Linked DNA regions of Macaca mulatta: region 2 is linked to region 1. Evidence: chromatin contacts called from public Hi-C data. All regions are on one chromosome and are shown on one strand. The core of a region is the stretch at or near the end of the contact, and the rest is flanking DNA. Distances in the headings are between cores, read along the strand shown.

Region 1 (5,087 bases), core at 1,496-3,995:
AAAATAGGGGACGTCACAGTTATTACAGCCTACCTTAGTGATCACTGTTAAAATTCCTACACAGTGGCCCACAAGTGGTAGGTATTGTGTCCGATTTGTGCTGCTGTTTTCTTTAATGATTTCTCTTTACCTTTAAAGTCAACCCTCTTCCATGACTGTTTCTTAGGTCTCACTACAATCCTGCTATGTAGAAGTGGCATGCTGTCCTAATGGACCATGCTCTAGCTTTCCAAGCTGCTAGAACTGTGTTTCTCAGCCTCGGCACTATTGACATTTTGGGACCAGTGATTCTTCATTGTTGGCAGAGGGAAGGGTGTTGACCTGTGCACTGTAGGATATGAGGTGGCATCCCCAGCCTCTACCCACTAGGTGCCAGTAGCACCTAATGTGCTACCCACTCCCCCTAACTTGTCTACCAAACTAAAATGTCTCTAGAGGTTGCCATATATCCTCTGGGGTCAAAATCACACTTAGTTGAGGACCACTGTCCCACATAAAATGTAAATGGCATCATATCATTCCTCTGTTGAAAACCCTTCAATGTTTTCCTATTGACCTTAGAATAAATCTCAAATTCCTTTCTGTGGCTTAGAAGACCTTCTGTGGACTGGCCCCTGCTTGCTTCTAACTCCTCCCTTCAGTTCTGCTTCCATGTCTATATAATCGCCTCTCTCTCCCTCCAGCCACACTGGCCTTCTTTCTGTTCCTTGAACATTCAAAGCTTGTTCCCTTCTAGCTTTTGTATTTGCTGTTCTTCTGCCTAGAATGCACATGTTCCAGATCACTGTTCATTCACACATATCTCAGATTAAATGTTACCTAATCAGCAAGGACTTCCCCGACCATTTTATCAAAAGAAGCCTCTTACTTCCATTCTCTATCACATGACCCATATATTTCCTTCATAGTGCTAATCACAATAGAAAATTGTCTCGTTTTGTCATTGCTTGTCGGCCTTTTCACCAGAGTGTAAGCTCCACTACAGCTGGGACTTTGGTTTTTTTTACTGCTATAGCCCAAGTTCCCAGAATACAGGCAGTCCCCAACTTAAGATGGTTTGACTTATGATTTTTCGACTTTACAATGGTACAAAAGCGACCAGGAGAAATAGTACTTTGAGCACTCATACAACCATTGTTTTTCACTTTTAGTACAGTATGCAATAAATTACATGAGATATTCAACATTTTATTATAAAATGGGCTTTCTGTTAGATGATTTTGCTCAACGTTAGGTGTTCTGAGCATGTTTAAGGTAGGCTAGGCTAAGCTATGATGTTTAGTAGGTTAGGGATATTAAGTGCCTTTTCAAATTACCGTATTTTCAACTTACAATAGTTTTAATGGGAGGTAACCCCATTGTAAGTGGAGGAACATCTAGTACCTGGCACAGAGCAGGTTCTCAATAAATATGACTCTTCTCCATCTTCTTCAAACCTCAGACCAGGTTTCAATGGCCTCCTCTCACTTTCTCTTCTAAGATTATTTTTGCTTGCTGGTGGGTTTACTGTCATTTTTAACTACATCTAACCTACCTTTAAAAAGTGTATGGATGGGAGTGCCAGGTACAAAGACTTAGCATAAAGAAAACCACCAGTTACCTTGAAACATAAACAAAGGCCATTAATAATTTATGAGTCTGTTCCTTGCCCCTCAAGTTTCTAGCAGGCATGGAATCATTCCACAGGTCATGATTTCAGTTTGGTCTCTGTTCCTAAGGGGTGAAGGTCTTCTGAGGGCTGTGGATCCCAAACTCACCTGGCTCAGAGGCTCAAACAGCCTCTTTGTCCATCAAGCCAATTTAGACAGCATCCTGGGCATGAAAATCTTTTGTGCTGGCTTCAAGTGAAAATAGTTCACTGGGTCAAAAGTAGGCTGGTCCAAGACGCAGGATGGTCAATAAACGTTGGCTGTGTTCAGAAACTGCGGCTTGGCTGTTTCTTCCATTGATTTATGGTTTGTTTCCATGAAACCGAAAATGATTGGTCCACCTGGCAGCTGGCTGGCTGGCTGGCAACTGGAGGCCTTTCTGTCCTGGCTGAGGGCCCTGGCCCCTTGGTGGCCTTTGGGAAGCAGCATCTCATCGGGCCGGTTTTTCGTTCTGGCGGGCGGCCGGCTTGGCCCGCGGGGCTGGGCTCTCCGCGCAGTGCAGAGCCGTCTCCACCCTCAGGGACGAGGCCCTGATGTGGCGGGACGTCGTTTCCGTGCGCTGCGAGGAGGATTCCACGTGCCGGGAGGACGCCTCGAGGATGCCAGGGAGCCGCTTCCCCAAGGGGGAGAGGGAGGGCCCCTCGCTGCGGCGCTGGGAGGTCTCCACCCGCCGGGACGACGTCTCCACGCGGTGGGACGAGGTCTCCACACGGTGGGACGAGGTCTCCACGCGGACTGTGGACGTCTCTGTGTAGCGGGTGGTCCCCACCCGGGGAGAAGACTGCTTGGCCCCTCGGGCTGAGGCCATTCTGCCGGCGTGAGGGGGCCAAGGAGGCCTCGGGGCACCCCCCAGCCCAACGGTCACCGCAGGCAGAAGAGAGGAAAACTACGGTACTGCCATAGCCGGGAGCGCCACAACACGATGACGTGGAAACACCATGATCCTTCCAAGGCTAAAAACACTGGGCTCCTGCCCCTCAGGCGCTCCCACGGCCCGGGCCCCGCCCCCTCGCTATTTTGGAGCCAGCGCGGGTGGAGCCATCCCAGGGCTGGCGGGATGGGCGGAGCCGCCCGGCCCCATATCCCACAGTGCCCCGGGACCGGAAGAGAGAGCCGTGGTTTCCGGAACTTCCCCCGCCACTCTGGGCTTTTGCTCGGTCAGGCTGGTGGCGTTTTGGTGTCTTCGTTTGTTATGGCCGCTGCCGTCGCTATGGAGACAGGTGAGTAGCTCTCTGATCTTGGAGTCTTCGCAGATGGAACTCCCCTCGGTCCAGACGGCTTCCCCGTGGCCTCCTTCCAGGCCTTACTCTCGGCAGGGTTAATATTTGGACAAGGAGGTGAGAAGGCTCTTGTAGCGTCTAGAAAGACTAAGGTACTCTTTGCAGTTTTCCTAATTTGGTTTGTTCGCACATCTTTGCTATTCAGACACCACCCTACCAGCTCCCCGGCGTGGGTGAGACTAAGGGAGAGGACTTGTGTGTTAAACCGTCTCCTCCTTGATTGGTTTTCTGCTTCTCACATGAGCTTGCCTAAGTTTGAAATATCGTCGCCGGACTTTATGTGTCATTCTGCTACTGGTGCTTCTTATATGCATACGCTCCATGATCTTTTAGGCTCTGCGCAGTCTCTTGCATCCTAACTTTTTCTTAACTGATTCAGCACGTAGCTTTTGCAAAACTTAATCACTGTTAACAATTGTTATAACGCATTATTAACATAGGGGAAGCCATAGTTGTTACAGCCTACCTTAGTGATCTTAGGAATTCTCCGTTTGTGTTGCTGCTTTCTTTGATGATTTCTCTTTAATTTTAGAGAAACTTCTAACTCCTTTTAATCAGGGCTCCGCTTTTCTTAGATTTCGAAGAAAGGTTTATCTCCCCCAACTCCCAGTTTAGGAAGACCATCTCGGCATTAGTCAGGTTTCTTTATTGCTGTTTCCTTACTACAAATCAGTATTATATACAGTGACCCTTACTTTCCATGATTTTTGCTGTCTTGTCTCCTAGATGATGCTGGAAATCGACTTCGGTTTCAGTTGGAGTTGGAATTTGTGCAATGTTTAGCCAACCCAAATTACCTTAATTGTAAGTTGTTAAGCACCTCATTAAATTGAGTAGCTACTAATGATTTCTGACAGAAGAGTTGCAATTCAAAATAGTATCTACTTTTACACATTCTCAATTGAATGACATTACACTTATGCTGGTATATAGATATAATTGCGCACTGGGATTTGTGTTTTGAATTCAATGTGTGTTGGTGGTGGGGGTTTTATGTAAATAGATCCTTTACATTAGGGGTAACAAAGCATAGTTTAAAGATTGGTTTGACCTACAGACATTTTTTTTTTTTAATGCTTTTCAGTTCTTGCCCAAAGAGGTTACTTCAAAGACAAAGCTTTTGTTAATTATCTTAAATACTTGCTTTACTGGAAAGACCCAGAATATGCCAAGTATCTAAAGTAAGTTTAATTTTTATAATCCTAAGCATGTGTATACTTTATGATATGATAGATTTCTTCGTTTCACATTGGCAAAAATGTATTTGGAATCTCTCCACTTCTTTTCGTTGTCACCATCTTAACACAAGACACTCTCATCTCTAACTTGTATCACTGCAGTAATCTACTCCCTGGTTATCTCTGCTTCCACTTTTACCTTCCTGCCCCCCCCCCACCCCAAACCAAACCAAGCAAAACAGCTTTCTACACAGAAACCAACTTAGTCATTTAAAAATATAAATCAGAACACTTTACTTTCTTGCTTAGAACCTTTCCATGACTTTCCATACCATGCAGAATAAAATCCAGTCTCTTTTCTTGGGCTAAAGCCCTATATGATCTGGCCCTGCCTTGTCTGACCTTGTCTTTCACCACCCTCCCCATCTCACCAGGTTTCTGGTCCCGAAGAACTCACAGTCTGTAAATGAAGTGACATAAGCCATGGGCTGAAATTAAAAGAGGGTATCTGTAAGGAAGGTGTTTCTGGGGTTATTTGGAGGAGGTGATGTTAACCTGAGTCTTAGAGTTGCTATCTTTTATTTAAGGCCTCTTATGTGCCAGAAACAGTGCTAAATGCTTCATATGCATTAACTCATTTATATATATATATATATATATTTACCATTCAGGTCATTCAGCGACACTTTTGTGTTAAGGCTTACTGAATTGCAAGAAGCATATAACCACAAACCTATTCCCTTTTAATGATTAAAAAAAAAAAAAAAAAAACACCTTGAACTCATCCCTGCTTTGTCTTAAGCAGGTAGAAAGCAATAGTGAACCTTAAAAAAAAAAAAGTTTGAGAGGAAAATGTTTCAAACTTGTTTCGAAGTCACTTTTCTGTGTCCAATAACAATTGACTCACGAAGCATATACATCTTATATTGCCTTCAGGACCCTTTGCACCTTTTCTGGCTTTTTATCCATTTAATAATCCA
Region 2 (5,018 bases), core at 2,482-4,981, 360 kb before region 1:
CTGGACGGCCAGGGCCCTCTCCTCCCCTACCTGTGTGCACTGTGCGGTGACTGGCCAGGTTGCCCTTGTAGCGGAATGAAGACCGGCACAGCTGACACTTATAGGGCTTGTCTTCATCCCCAGGAACCAAGGGGTCCAGCCCCGATGAGCACCCAGCCACAGCCTCACAGTTCTGGCAGCTGAAAAATTCACTTCCTGGGAAGGGGAGTGGGTAAGGGCAACCATAGTTACTAATGAGGGCTATCTAGGTACTACTGAAACCTCAAATCACGCAGTAGCGGGCTTTCTTTTTCCCAATTTATTGTTAAGACTTCTGGGGCTGGTTCGCCTTGCTCAAGGCCAAGTAAGGAGATAGTAAGATGAGCCAGATCTGACTCCACATCCTTCTGACTTGAGTACTCAGCTAATCTCCTCTTCAATAGTAGTGGTGGTGGCCAGGCGCGGAGGCTCACGCCTGTCATCCCAGCACTTTGGGAGTCCATGGCGGTCGGATCACAAGGTCAAGAGATGGAGACCATCCTGGCCAACACGGTGAAACCCGTCTCTACTAAAAATACAAAAATTAGCCGGGCGTGGTGGTGGCGCACGCCTGTAGTCCCAGCTGCTCGGGAAGCTGAGGCAGGAGAATCGCTTGAACCTGGGACATGGAGGTTGCAGTGAGCCAAGATCACGGCACTGCGTTCCAGCCTGGCGATAGAGTGAGACTCCATCTCAAAAAAAAAAAAAAAAAAAGCAGTGGTAGGTGGAGGCCCCTGCTAGTGGGAGGAGTTTTCAGTTTCTCCTCCTTTTTTTCTTTTGTTTTTGTTTTTTTTTGTTTTTTGAGATAGGGTCTCGCTGTGTTGCCTATGTTCGAGTACAGTGGTGTGATATCGGCTCACTGCAGTCTCCACCTCCCAGGTTCAAGCGATCCTTCCACTTTAGCCTCCTGAGTAGCTGGGACTACAGGTGTGCACCACCATGCCTGGCTAATTTTTATTTTTATTTTTTGTAGAGACCAGGTCTGACTATGTTGCCCAGGCTGGCCTTGAGCTCCTGGGTTCAAGTGATCCTCCTGCGTTGGCCTCCCAAAGTGCTGGCATTACAGGCATGAGCCACCGTGCCTGGCTAAAATCTCCTCCTCACCGGCACCACTCTGAATGACAGCCTGCCAGAGAGGCCCTGACAAGCTTTGGGCTGATCATTCAGCTCCGAAAGAGGATAGGCCAGAAATTCTCAAACTTTGCTGCTCATTGGAAGCACTTGGAGAGCTTTAGAAAAATACTGATGACTCGTTCCCAGGTCCAGATATTTCAGTCTATGGAGTGTGACCTGGGCGGTGAGAGTTTAAAAGCTTCCTAGGTGATTCTAATTTGTAATAAAGTTTAGCAACCATTGGAATAGGCCTTTCTGGGGGGCTTTTTTGGCACAAACTTGCCTGGAGCAGTCATGGGAGAAAAGCCAGGAAAGAGGGTCTCTTACCCGGTAGTGGTCGAGCCCGCTCAGAGGGTGATCCAGAGGTGTCTTGAGCCTGGGATGTGAGGAGGTGGGGGGTACTGGCCGGAGCCCCACATTTGAACTGCACAGTGGCAGCAGTTGGAGAGAGCCTAGGCAGATGGCAAGGCCCAGGGGAAAGGGTTAAAAGAGATTGTATGGATGGGGGATGGGGGTTCTCTCCTGGGAAATTTGGAGCCAAAGGCCTGCCCTCTGGAGGTGAGCCAATATTGTTGACCAATGAGCCACATCCATCGTACTGCCCAAGTGCCACCCTGCTGAATAAACCTGGTCTCTGGCCAGCTTCTTAAGGTGAGCTAGTGTCTCTGAAATGCACCCCCTATTTCCCTTCATCCTTCCTCCTGACCACGAAGGCCCAATGATTCTGTCTTCTAGCTGAGGTCAGCTCTGACAAATTCTTGAGGTTCTAGACTCTGTACCTGCTCTGGGGACCAGGAATGGGTCCTTCTTCACTGCTGCTGCTGCTGGAGGCCTCATCTCCACTGGGGAGCCTGGCTTGGGGGCAAGGTTGACCAGAACTCCTCTCCCCGACTAGGCTCCCTGCTTGGGAGGTCTGAGAGTTTAGCACGATGTACTTGTACTTTTTCCAGTTGCAGGCCTTGGGGTCGGGGCTGGCTGGACTGGGGGGGCCTTGACTGCAGCTTCGAGATTCAGTAGGTGGGTCTGGGTGTCCTTCGGAGCGCCTGGGACTGCCTGGTGGAGGGGCCGTTGGGGGTGTTGGGGGTTCTGCTTCCAGGGGCCGCAGGGAGATGCCCAGAGGTTCATAGCTGGGGAAAGTGTGATGAACGTTAGTGCCATTGCCTAATCTCTGCCTCTGCCCTTAATACCTCACCCACAGAGAACGCTGAGCCGGGGTCCCTCACCTGGCCTGGATGAAGCGGTGGCATGCCTGGACCACGTGCTCCATCTGCAAATAGGTGGCGGCCGCAAGGACTGCAGGTGCAGTGGCCGGAGAGAGGCGCAGGCGGGAAGTGTACATGAAGTCCAGTAGGGGGGCGAAGCCTCTCGCTTCGGGACCCCCGGGCAGAGAGAGCACGTCCACCCCGACTCCCGCACGGCCCCGGAAAATTGAGTAAAAGAAGCCACTGGAGAGAGAGCAGATAGGTCCCTTAGGGGCTGGGGAACCAAGGGAGACACGCGCCGCTTTAGGAAGCCCCGCCCCCTGAAAAGTCCCGCCTCCTCACTATCACCCCGCCCCCAATTCTCGGACGCTCCTCCTCCTGCTTCTGAAAGACTTGGCTTCGGATTCCCTTTCAAAGGCCCTGTGGTCCCACCCCTTTCCCATTTGGCCCCGCCCCTGCCCCACCCCTCGAACCTGCAGGCTATGAGAACTGCCTTGTGTGCCCTGAGGGGTTGCCCGCCAACCAGCAGCGTGACGTCAGTGAGGATCCCGCGCAGGCGCAGCTCGTTGAGGTTGCCCAGCACGTCGGAGGAGTGGCGAGTGAACTCGCGGACGTAGCCCAGCGCTCCCTCCGGGGCGGCGGGGGAACCCATAGCGACGCAGGCCTGTAGAGGCCGTGGAAAGTGCTCTGGATCCAGGCAGTTCTAAGACGCCTTCCCTCCTCTGTTTGCCTTTTCCTTCCGTGGTGCAGCTAGAGCCAGGGCCTCCAGCCCCTAGCCCCGGCACACGCAGCCTCCCTCCTAATTCTTCTTGTTCATTATACCCTCTACGACACCCTCGCTCCCTTGCCTCTTCCAGATCCCACAGCGCTTGGAGCCAGCTGAAGGTTCCACACCGCTGCGTCGTTGGCGAGCGTGGGGAATCCCGCGCCCATCGCCCTGGGTTCGACTCCCAGTGCCCCTCCAGCACCGCCACTCCCTTCTGCCCGCCTGTGTCTCAGGTGTCCGACCCTGCCTAGAGATCTGACGGCCTGCCGTCCACACACCTCCAAACCCCAGCCGAGGCTCTCTCCCCCGAACTACGGAATTCTGCGACTCCTATCTAGTCCCCAGATCCCTAGCTTAGCCCAGTTTCTGGGGCTCAGGCTTGCTGATGGCAAGCTCCACACGAGCTCCAACCCTCTTGGGGGACCCAGGAGTCTGGCTCCCTCAGTCTCTTGTTCTTACCCCCGTCCTGCAGGGGCCCGTCTTCTCTTCTTAAGGGGGGCGGGGTCTCTCTCCCCTCTTGGCCTGGGCTCCTTTATCTGGCCGGGATGTCGGGGGCGGGGGTGGAGGTGGGGTGAACGCCTGGGTCTGTATCCTTCCTTCCTCCCTCGCTCTCCAGATGGCGAGCCCAGGGCGGGGTCTCCGTCTCGAGGGCGGGACCTCAGAAACAAGGGGTGGTCGTAACGTAGGGGGTCTTGGGTCACTGCAAGTGGACACGAGGACGGGGATATTGGAATTGGGGAGGAGGTTAGGGATATCGAGGTTGGAAATACGGGAGTCTGAGTCGTCGGAAGGCCTGGGCCAGTGAAAATTGGTGTTTTGGCTTTTGGGAGGGTTTGCCAGGAGCAAAGTGCATACGGCACCCCCTCTCCCCTTCTTGTACTGTGTTAAGGGAGAAAAGGGGGATCCCAACGAGAAAGCAGGTTTGGGCAGACGACAGTGGGCTCCTGTGGGGTCTCAGACGGGGGAGGGTGTGGTGTGAATGACAGGCTCCTGTACCCGGGCCTACAAAAAGGGGGGCTCTGGCCGGGCGGGGTAGGGAGAGGGCGGATATGATTTCTAGTCGGTTTCCTTCCATTGTCCTGCGACCGGACGGCTCCGCCAGCTGCTTCCCCTCGAGGAGGTGGGGAAAGCCCCGAGGTGGGGGTGGAGGGGCGAGAGACGCTCGGGAGACCCAGGCGTCCGGCCTATCTTGCTCCCGACTCTCTTCTGAGTCCTTGTAGGGATCCAGAGAGACGGACTCCCGCCCAAAGCCCGCTCGCTTTCCCCCAATCCCAGCTCAGGAGGGCCTCGGGCACCCGCCCGTCGGCTACGCTTGAAGGCTGGCGGGACGCCGGGGTCCAGCGCGGCAAGTAGGCAAGGCTCTGCAATGTGCGGCTCCTTCCACGAGGGGGCGGCCGAGCACTGGCCTCGCCTCGCCCCTCGTCTCCACCCGGCCGGGGGTGCGCTCAGACCCGGGCGCAGGATCCATTCGGTCTGGGCGGCTGAAACCTTTAGCCTCCTCCCGTTTGCGCGGGTTTATTTTGCACCTCTGTCTCCTAGGAGGGGACTAGGGTTGGGCGGAGGGAGCTAGAGTTAGGGGACCGAGGGGACTTTCTCCTCAGGCTGGGGTTCCTACCTGAGGTGAGAAATCGTGGGCTTCAGGAGCCAGGGGAATGGGTGCGACAAGAAGGGGGACCTGAGCCTGGGAACTCCGGGTTTCTTTTCGAATTAAGCTAGACACTGCTACCCAGATGTCTTTGGAGGTGACTTTTAATTGCACATTAATATTAAAATTGGGTGGGGTAAACAAGAGAAGGGAAAACGAGGAGAAGGGAGAGAGGGCAGGAGGGGGCTTAACAACCCTAATTTGAAGTCCCTGATCTGAGAGATGGGCATGGATCACACCCTCATATTTTGTTTCGGGAGACATTGCGGGGAGG

What was found. A called contact is a pair of places that touch in the nucleus more often than the background predicts.
Region 2: a Hi-C map of fetal cortex germinal zone shows a contact between it and region 1, with 5 times the contacts expected there. The contact joins the promoter of BCL6B here to the promoter of C16H17orf100 in region 1. A contact is called at or near these places in 2 of 14 Hi-C or Micro-C datasets (fetal cortex germinal zone and fetal cortical plate).

Annotation. Positions count from the first base shown.
Region 1 is chr16:8,132,279-8,137,365 of T2T-MMU8v2.0, reverse strand. C16H17orf100 (chromosome 16 C17orf100 homolog) reads right to left here and starts at 2,745. Exons shown (of 1, transcript XM_077970178.1): 1 at 1-2,745. The coding sequence starts at 2,457. The coding sequence ends at 2,080. It overlaps MED31 (mediator complex subunit 31), which reads left to right and starts at 2,742. Exons shown (of 4, transcript NM_001194236.2): 1 at 2,742-2,869; 2 at 3,656-3,733; 3 at 4,014-4,110. The coding sequence starts at 2,842.
Region 2 is chr16:8,497,357-8,502,374 of T2T-MMU8v2.0, reverse strand. It overlaps BCL6B (BCL6B transcription repressor), which reads right to left and starts at 3,731. Exons shown (of 9, transcript XM_001105202.5): 1 at 3,559-3,731; 2 at 2,807-2,997; 3 at 2,355-2,576; 4 at 1,911-2,258; 5 at 1,459-1,583; 6 at 31-195. The coding sequence starts at 2,985.